2 separate regions of the Mus musculus genome follow, and region 1 is linked to region 2. A link is a contact called in public ChIA-PET data. All regions are on one chromosome and are shown on one strand. Each heading gives the region's core, a stretch centred on a gene start, on an enhancer-like site or on the middle of the called end of the contact. The rest is flanking DNA. Distances are from core to core; before and after follow the strand shown. Region 1 holds the start of D8Ertd738e (DNA segment, Chr 8, ERATO Doi 738, expressed). Region 2 holds the start of Adgre5 (adhesion G protein-coupled receptor E5).

What was found. ChIA-PET counts read pairs in DNA pulled down with a chosen protein or histone mark.
Region 1: an RNA polymerase II ChIA-PET map of effector CD8 T cells shows a contact between it and region 2, with 8 read pairs. The contact joins the promoter of D8Ertd738e here to the promoter of Adgre5 in region 2. A contact is called at or near these places in 1 of 39 promoter capture datasets (embryonic stem cells), 1 of 484 Hi-C or Micro-C datasets (embryonic stem cells), 4 of 115 datasets of contacts at active chromatin or transcription factors (bone marrow-derived macrophages, effector CD8 T cells, embryonic stem cells and 1 more) and 2 of 9 other capture datasets (adipose tissue and embryonic stem cells).

The regions. Positions count from the first base shown.
Region 1 is chr8:84,247,898-84,251,107 of GRCm38.p6, forward strand. It overlaps D8Ertd738e (DNA segment, Chr 8, ERATO Doi 738, expressed), which reads right to left and starts at 1,864. Exons shown (of 3, transcript NM_001007571.2): 1 at 1,719-1,864; 2 at 1,577-1,632. The coding sequence starts at 1,806. Mri1 (methylthioribose-1-phosphate isomerase 1) reads right to left here. Exons shown (of 5, transcript NM_026423.4): 5 at 2,679-3,210.
Region 2 is chr8:83,739,475-83,742,783 of GRCm38.p6, forward strand. Adgre5 (adhesion G protein-coupled receptor E5) reads right to left here and starts at 1,837. Exons shown (of 20, transcript NM_011925.2): 1 at 1,633-1,837. The coding sequence starts at 1,663. Gm46046 (predicted gene, 46046) reads left to right here and starts at 1,812. Exons shown (of 2, transcript NR_168527.1): 1 at 1,812-2,142.

The sequences.
Region 1 (3,210 bases), core at 614-3,113, 510 kb after region 2:
GGCAGGAAGACCTCTGTAAATTCATGGCCAGCTAGGGCTAGGTAAGCTGAGACACTATTTTAGGAAAATAGGGGGTAAAGACTGGGCACATGGCTCTGTTAGTAAAGTACATGACTGGTACGCACAAGTCTGAATTTAATCCACAGCACTACATAAACAGGGCTCAGTGGTCCACACCAGTAATAGCAGCACTCTGGAGGCTAGGCTATATAGCTCCATGCTAACCTAGGCCTGTGTGAGGATCTATCTCAAAAGCACAGAAGCAGACAGAACAAGACAACAAAACAGGGCTGGAGGAATGGCTCAGTGCTTAAGAGCACATACTTCTCTCAGAAGACCTTAGTTCTGTACCTAGCACCCAGGTCTGGCTTGTAGCTCATACCATCTGCAATTCCAGATCAGATGCCATCTTCTGGCCTCTGTGGGCATATGCACTCAGGTGCACACACCACACATAATTAAAACATTATTTTGGAGGCTAGAACATCACTCAGCCGTTAAAAGCTCTATCTATCTATCTATCTATCTATCTATCTATCTATCTATCTATCTATCTATCTATCTATCTATCTATCTATCTATCTATCTGCTGTGGTGGACCTTGCTCTATAGACCAAGCTGGCCTTGAACTCAGAGATCTGCCTGCCTCTGCCTCTAGAGTGCTGGGATTAAAGGTCTGGGCTATCACAAAGTTTGGAGCTAAGACAAAAGGATGGACTATCCAGAGACTACCCCACCCGGGGATCCATCCCATAATCAGCCACCAAACCCAGACATTATTGCATATGCCAGAAAGGTTTTGCTGAAGGGACCCTGTAATAGCTGTCTTGTATGAGGCTATGCCAGTGCCTGGCAAATACAGAAGTGGATGCTCACAATCATCTATAAGATGGAACACAGGGCCCCCAATGGAGAAGCTAGAGAAAGCACCCAAGGAGCTGAAGGAGTCTACAACCTTATAGGTGGACCAGCAATATGAACTAACCAGTACCCCCAGAGCTTGTATCTCTAGCTGCATATGTAGCAGAAGATGGCCTAGTCGGCCATCACTGGGAAGAGAGACCCCTTGGTATTGCAAACTTTATATGCCCCAGTACAGCGGAATGCCAGGGCCAAGAAGTGGGAGTGGGTGGGTAGGGGAGCAGGGCGGGGGGAGGGTATAGGGAACTTTCGGGATAACATTTGAAATGTATATAAAGAAAATATCTAATAAAAAAAAAGTCTGGGCTATCACACCCGCCTGACTAAGACCAGGGTTCAGTTCCCAGCACACACATGATGGCTCAAAACCCGTTAATAACTCTAGTTCTAGGGTTTTGGGCATCCTTTTCTAATCTCGTCGGGTACAAGGCACAGACACTTGTGCCACACTCGCGCGCACACTCAGGCTAAATATTCATACACAATAAACAACAACTCGAGGCTATCTGCTGGCAGTCCCTAACGCGCATCTGAAGCGCTCAGAAGCTAAGGGCGGGCCAGGATTCATCCAACTAGCGGAGGACAAAGCCTTGCAGTTGGGAACCCTCTCGGCTGTCCGTCCGTCATCCCGGATCACTTGCATCGCTTCACTCACCTTCTTCAACTTCTGCTGCTGAACAACGCGCGCCTTCTTGGGAGCGATGACTCGACCTGGGGGAGAGACACCAGCCGGTGAGCCTCGGCGGGCCACCTCAAGTCCGCCATCCTCTCTCCCTGCTCCCCACCTCATTCCTTACCGCCTTTCCGAGGCCCGCGGCTCCGCTCCGCCGCGGCAGCCTTGCTTTTAGGTTTCTGCGCCTGGAACTTGCGTTGTCCCTGCGCCATGTTCTACCGCAACCCGGAAGAGGCGGGGCCACGTGCAGAAAAGCGGAAGTCGAAGACGTCATTGGCTACAGTGGGACGCAAAGTCTCAAGGCCTCACCCGACACAGAGCGGCGCACTTAAAGGAACCGCTGTCTAAAAAGTTGGAAGGAAAATTAATTACCATTTTCAGGGGTGGGACCACATTTGTGTATTGTAAAACATGCGCGTTTTAAAAAAATGATTTATTTATTTCATTTATATGAGTACACTGTAGTCTGTCTTCAGACACTCTAGAAGAGGGCATCGGATTCCATTACAGATGTTTGTGAGCCACTATGTGGTTGCTGGGAATTGAACTCAGGACCTCTCCAAGCACAAGCAGTCAGTGCTCTTTTTTATACATAAAACTTCAAATAAAGCTTGGAGTCTGGTAAACGAGGAGCTCGTTTTTGGAGGAAAATTAAAGGAGTGTCAAAAACGTTCAGTAATCATTGGTGATGTGACTTGGTGGGTAAAGATGCTTGCTGCCATGCTTATTTGAGTTTGATCCTGGGTGGTGGCACAGGCATTTAATATCAGCACTTGGGAGGCAGCGAACTGACTCCCATAGATCACTTCCACCAGAATAAACCAGAATAAAGATATCACTAAAAAAAAAAAATCCCTCACATTAATGCATTAATTTTACAGCTGTGCTGGGGACAGAGAGCAGCCTCATATTTTCAGCACAAGAGTTGCCACAGCTATAGACACAGCCCCAACTGTGTTCTTTTTAATTTTAAAAGATTTAAAATATGCACCTGGTGGCTGGGAACATGGCTCAGGGGTAAAGTGCATATTGTTTATGTATGAGAACCTGAGTGGTATCCCCACCATTCGCTGGTGCACACACCTGCTATCCCAGTGCTAAGTTGGCTGAAGCGGGAGGACCCCTGGAGTCTAGCCTGATAGCTGAATTCCAGGTTCACAGACTCTCAAGAATAAAGCAAAGCAGGTTGTAGGGGCTCACACTTTTGACCTTTTGCTCAAGAGGCAGAGGTAGGTGGATCTTTGTGAGTTCTAGGGTAGCCTGGTCCATAGAGCAAGTCCAAGGGCAGCCAGAGCTACAAAGAGACTGCCTTAAAACACAAATATTTATCTTGATTACTGAACTTTGGTGTCTTCTTTTATAGGACTTGTTCTAGCACAGAGGTTTAGTTCCTGGGTCCCAGCTCCCATATGGCAGCTCACAACCACTTGTAATTCCAGTTCCAGGAGATCTGGTACCCTTTTCTGGTCTGGGAGAGCACCAGGGGTTTGCATGTAAAACACTCACACATAAATAAAAGTAAATAGCCAGTAGTGGTGCATGCATTTAATCCCAGCACTTGGGAGACAGAGGCAGGAGGATCTCTGAGTTTGAAGCCAGCCTGATCTACAGATTGT
Region 2 (3,309 bases), core at 587-3,086:
TCAAACGGGAGCAGAGCCGTTCCCTTCTGCTCCCAGACACATCTGGTTCAACTTCCCAAGCTCAGACTGGAGCCAAGGGACTCCTGCTTAGAGAATCCAGAAGTGGGGGTAGGGCAGCCTTTGTGCTTCCTGCAGTATTTCATTGTGTAGTTCCGGCTGGCCTGGAACTTACTATGTAGACCAGGTTGGCCTCCAACTCCCAGGATCATGGAAGCCTCCTGCCTCCGCCTCTCTAATACTGGGATTCAAAACCTGAGAATCCAACTAGCGAGGCTGCTTGGTTGGTTTTGAAGACAAGGTATCATGTGGTCTCAAACTCAGTATACAGCAGAGAATGACCTTGAACTTTTGACCCTCCTGCCTCTACTCGCTAGGTACTCTGATAGCAGACACAGACACCACACCCACATGTTCAGTTAATTCAAACTGTAAACCAGAAAGTTTGTACACAAACTCTTGGCCCTTGAAACAATATGGTAAAATACAGCTGGTCTTGTTCCATTTTACAGAGGAGGAAAGTGCAGCCCAAAGTCACTGTGACCCAGCTTAGTGACAGCCAGGCAGGCCCCTGCAGCTGTTTGCCACCAACTGTGACACCCTGGGACTCTATTTCCTGGTTCTAGGTCCATGGCTACTGAGCTGCCTGCCACCTGTCACTAGCACTCAGGCCAGTCATTGTGGTTAGGGTGACCCCAGTTTGTGCCCCAAGTTCCATATCTTGGGGTAACTCCAGCTGGTGCCCCGTTCCATTTTTTCACTGTTTGTTGTCAAGTTACTTAGGTGACTTAGCCATCAAACAACGGTTGAGGCACCCAGGGTGGGGCGGGAAAGTCATGATGAAAGCCAAGTTCAAACCACAGCCTGGTAAGTTCCTTTCAGCCAGCAGCTCCGTCCCAGACAAGTCCCAAGGAGATTCTCTGCCTGTTCCTGGCACGGAGACAGCAGGGGACAGACTGGGGCAGGGGGAGTTCCCACCCTCGAAGAAATGGGCACCCTCACGTGGGTTTCTCTTCACATTGAGAGCGTCTGTTTGGGCAACAGTTTGCAAAGTGTACTTTAACCTACAGTTCTTTTTAGCTTTTTTTTTTTTTAAACTGTATGTGTTTTGCCTGCATGTATGTTTGTGCACTGCATGTATTATTGTACACTGCATGTATGTCTGTGCACTGCATGTCTGTTGCCCGTGGATGCAGAAGACAGTGTGAATCCCCAGGAACTGGAGTTACAGACACTTGTGAGCCACCATATAGGTGCTGGGACCCAGCCAGGTCCTCTCTTAATGCTCTTGACCTCGGCACCACCCCAGCCTCTAGCCTGCATTTCTTTTTCTTTTGTTCTTTTGAGACAGGGTCTTGCTGTGTAGCACAAGCTGACCTGAAATTGGTGACCCTGCTGCCTCAGCCTCCCTAATGCCCTGTGACACCATGCCTGCTTTGTTACCCTCTTTAACTGCCCCCGTGCCTCAGTTTCTCCCTCTTAGTCTCCAAACTGGCAACACTCAAGCCCATTAGGATCTGACACCCCCTGGAGAGCCCTCTGGGGCGCACAGGTGCGCCGGCTTCGACTGTCCCTGCCCCTCCTGGCCACGTCCCGCGAGTTCCCTCCCGGCTCCGCGCAACCCCGAGGTCTCACCAAGCAGGCCGGGGCATCTGACGCCCCTCATGGTGGCGCGGCACGGAACGGACAGCGTCTGGGGTTGATAGAGGGCTGTGGCGGCCGGCTGGGCTGGGCTTTTATGCAGCGGGCGTGAGCAGGGCCCTCCCCGGAACTGTCCTCCCCGCTGGAAAGTAACAGGAAAGTGCCGGGGAAACAGACCCAGGGCGCGCCGCGCGCCCGCGTCTGGAACAAACGCAACATTCCTCCCCCCCCCCCCCCGCGCGCGGCTCCGACACCCGCCCCCGCGGGGAGCTGGGTGGTGTGGTTCAGGCGTCCTGGGACGGGGACCAGGCACATCGGACAGAGCTGGGTGGAGCTCCCACCCGAACGATGTCCTGGGCGACCCTCGCCTTTCCCATCAGCAGGACTTGTCGGCTTCTTTTCCAAGAGAGAAACTGAAGTTCAGAGAAGCCAGGGGCCAAATAAGAACCAGAAGAGGACTGAGGGTCCTGCCGGGCTGACTGTCCAGGAACGAGAGACATCAAGGTTTGGAGATGCGGCTCAGTGTGCGCAGTGCTTGCTTAACCTGCCCGAGGCCCTGTCTAGCCTCAAAGCCACATAAGCCGGCAGAGGACCGCTAGCCTGTAATCCCAGCACTAATCAGGAGTTCAACTCATCCTCCGTTTTGTCGCTTTTGAAGCCTGCCCGCGCTACAAAAGACCTTGCCCAAAAAGACAAGGGGTCATGGCATGGCTGCGTTGGCCTATACTAATACCGTTCTCTGGAAAGCAGAGGCTAAACCGGAGGCCGTTTTTGGCCACTTAAGAGTTGCAGGCCAGCCAGGCCTACGAAGCATGAGTCTATCGCAAAAATAAAAAATAATAAAGTGGGGGAGGGAAGTGCTACCAAGATGGTTCAGCGGGTAAAGGCACTTGCCCCAAAACCTAACGACCTGATTTCTGATACCCAGGACCTCCATGATGGAAGGAGAGAGCCAACTCCTGGAAGTTGTCCTCTGACCTTCACGGGCACACGGTGCCACACACAAACCCAAACACTAAATAAACAAGTCAATAAATAAAACGTAATAAGGGGCCGGGCAGTGGTGGCGCATGCCTGTAATCCCAGCACTTGAGAGGCAGAGGCAGGCGGATTACTGAGTTCGAGGCCAGCCTGGTCTAGAGAGTGAGTTCCAGGACAGCCAGGACTGCACAGAGAAACCCTGTCTCAAAAAGCCAAAACAAATAAACAAACAAAAAACGTAATAAGGACTTAAAATAGAGGAAGAGAGAGCTTTGACCACGGGACATGGCTTACCACGGCAGGGCTTTTTGGTTACACGCACTGACCTTGCCACAGTCTATAGAGAGTCATGTGATGTACACTGGCTTCCTGTTTGAGTTACTTGTGTAACTATGGTTTCTTTTCATGTGTGTGTGTTGGGGGCGGGAAGAATGCCAAACCCAAGGCTTTGTGTATGCTGGACAAGCACTCTACCAAGGGAACTACATTCTCAGACACATCTAGTGATTTTTCAAAATATTGATTTTCTTTTTCTTTTTTTCTCTGAAACACGGTCTGGTCTCAAACAGCCCAGGCTGTCTTTCAACTCTATGTAGCCTAGGATGGCACTGAACTCCTGACTTCCTGTCTCCAAAGCCTAAGCCTGCTGGGATCACAGGCATAAACTACCAGGGGTGTCAGGCCTTCCTT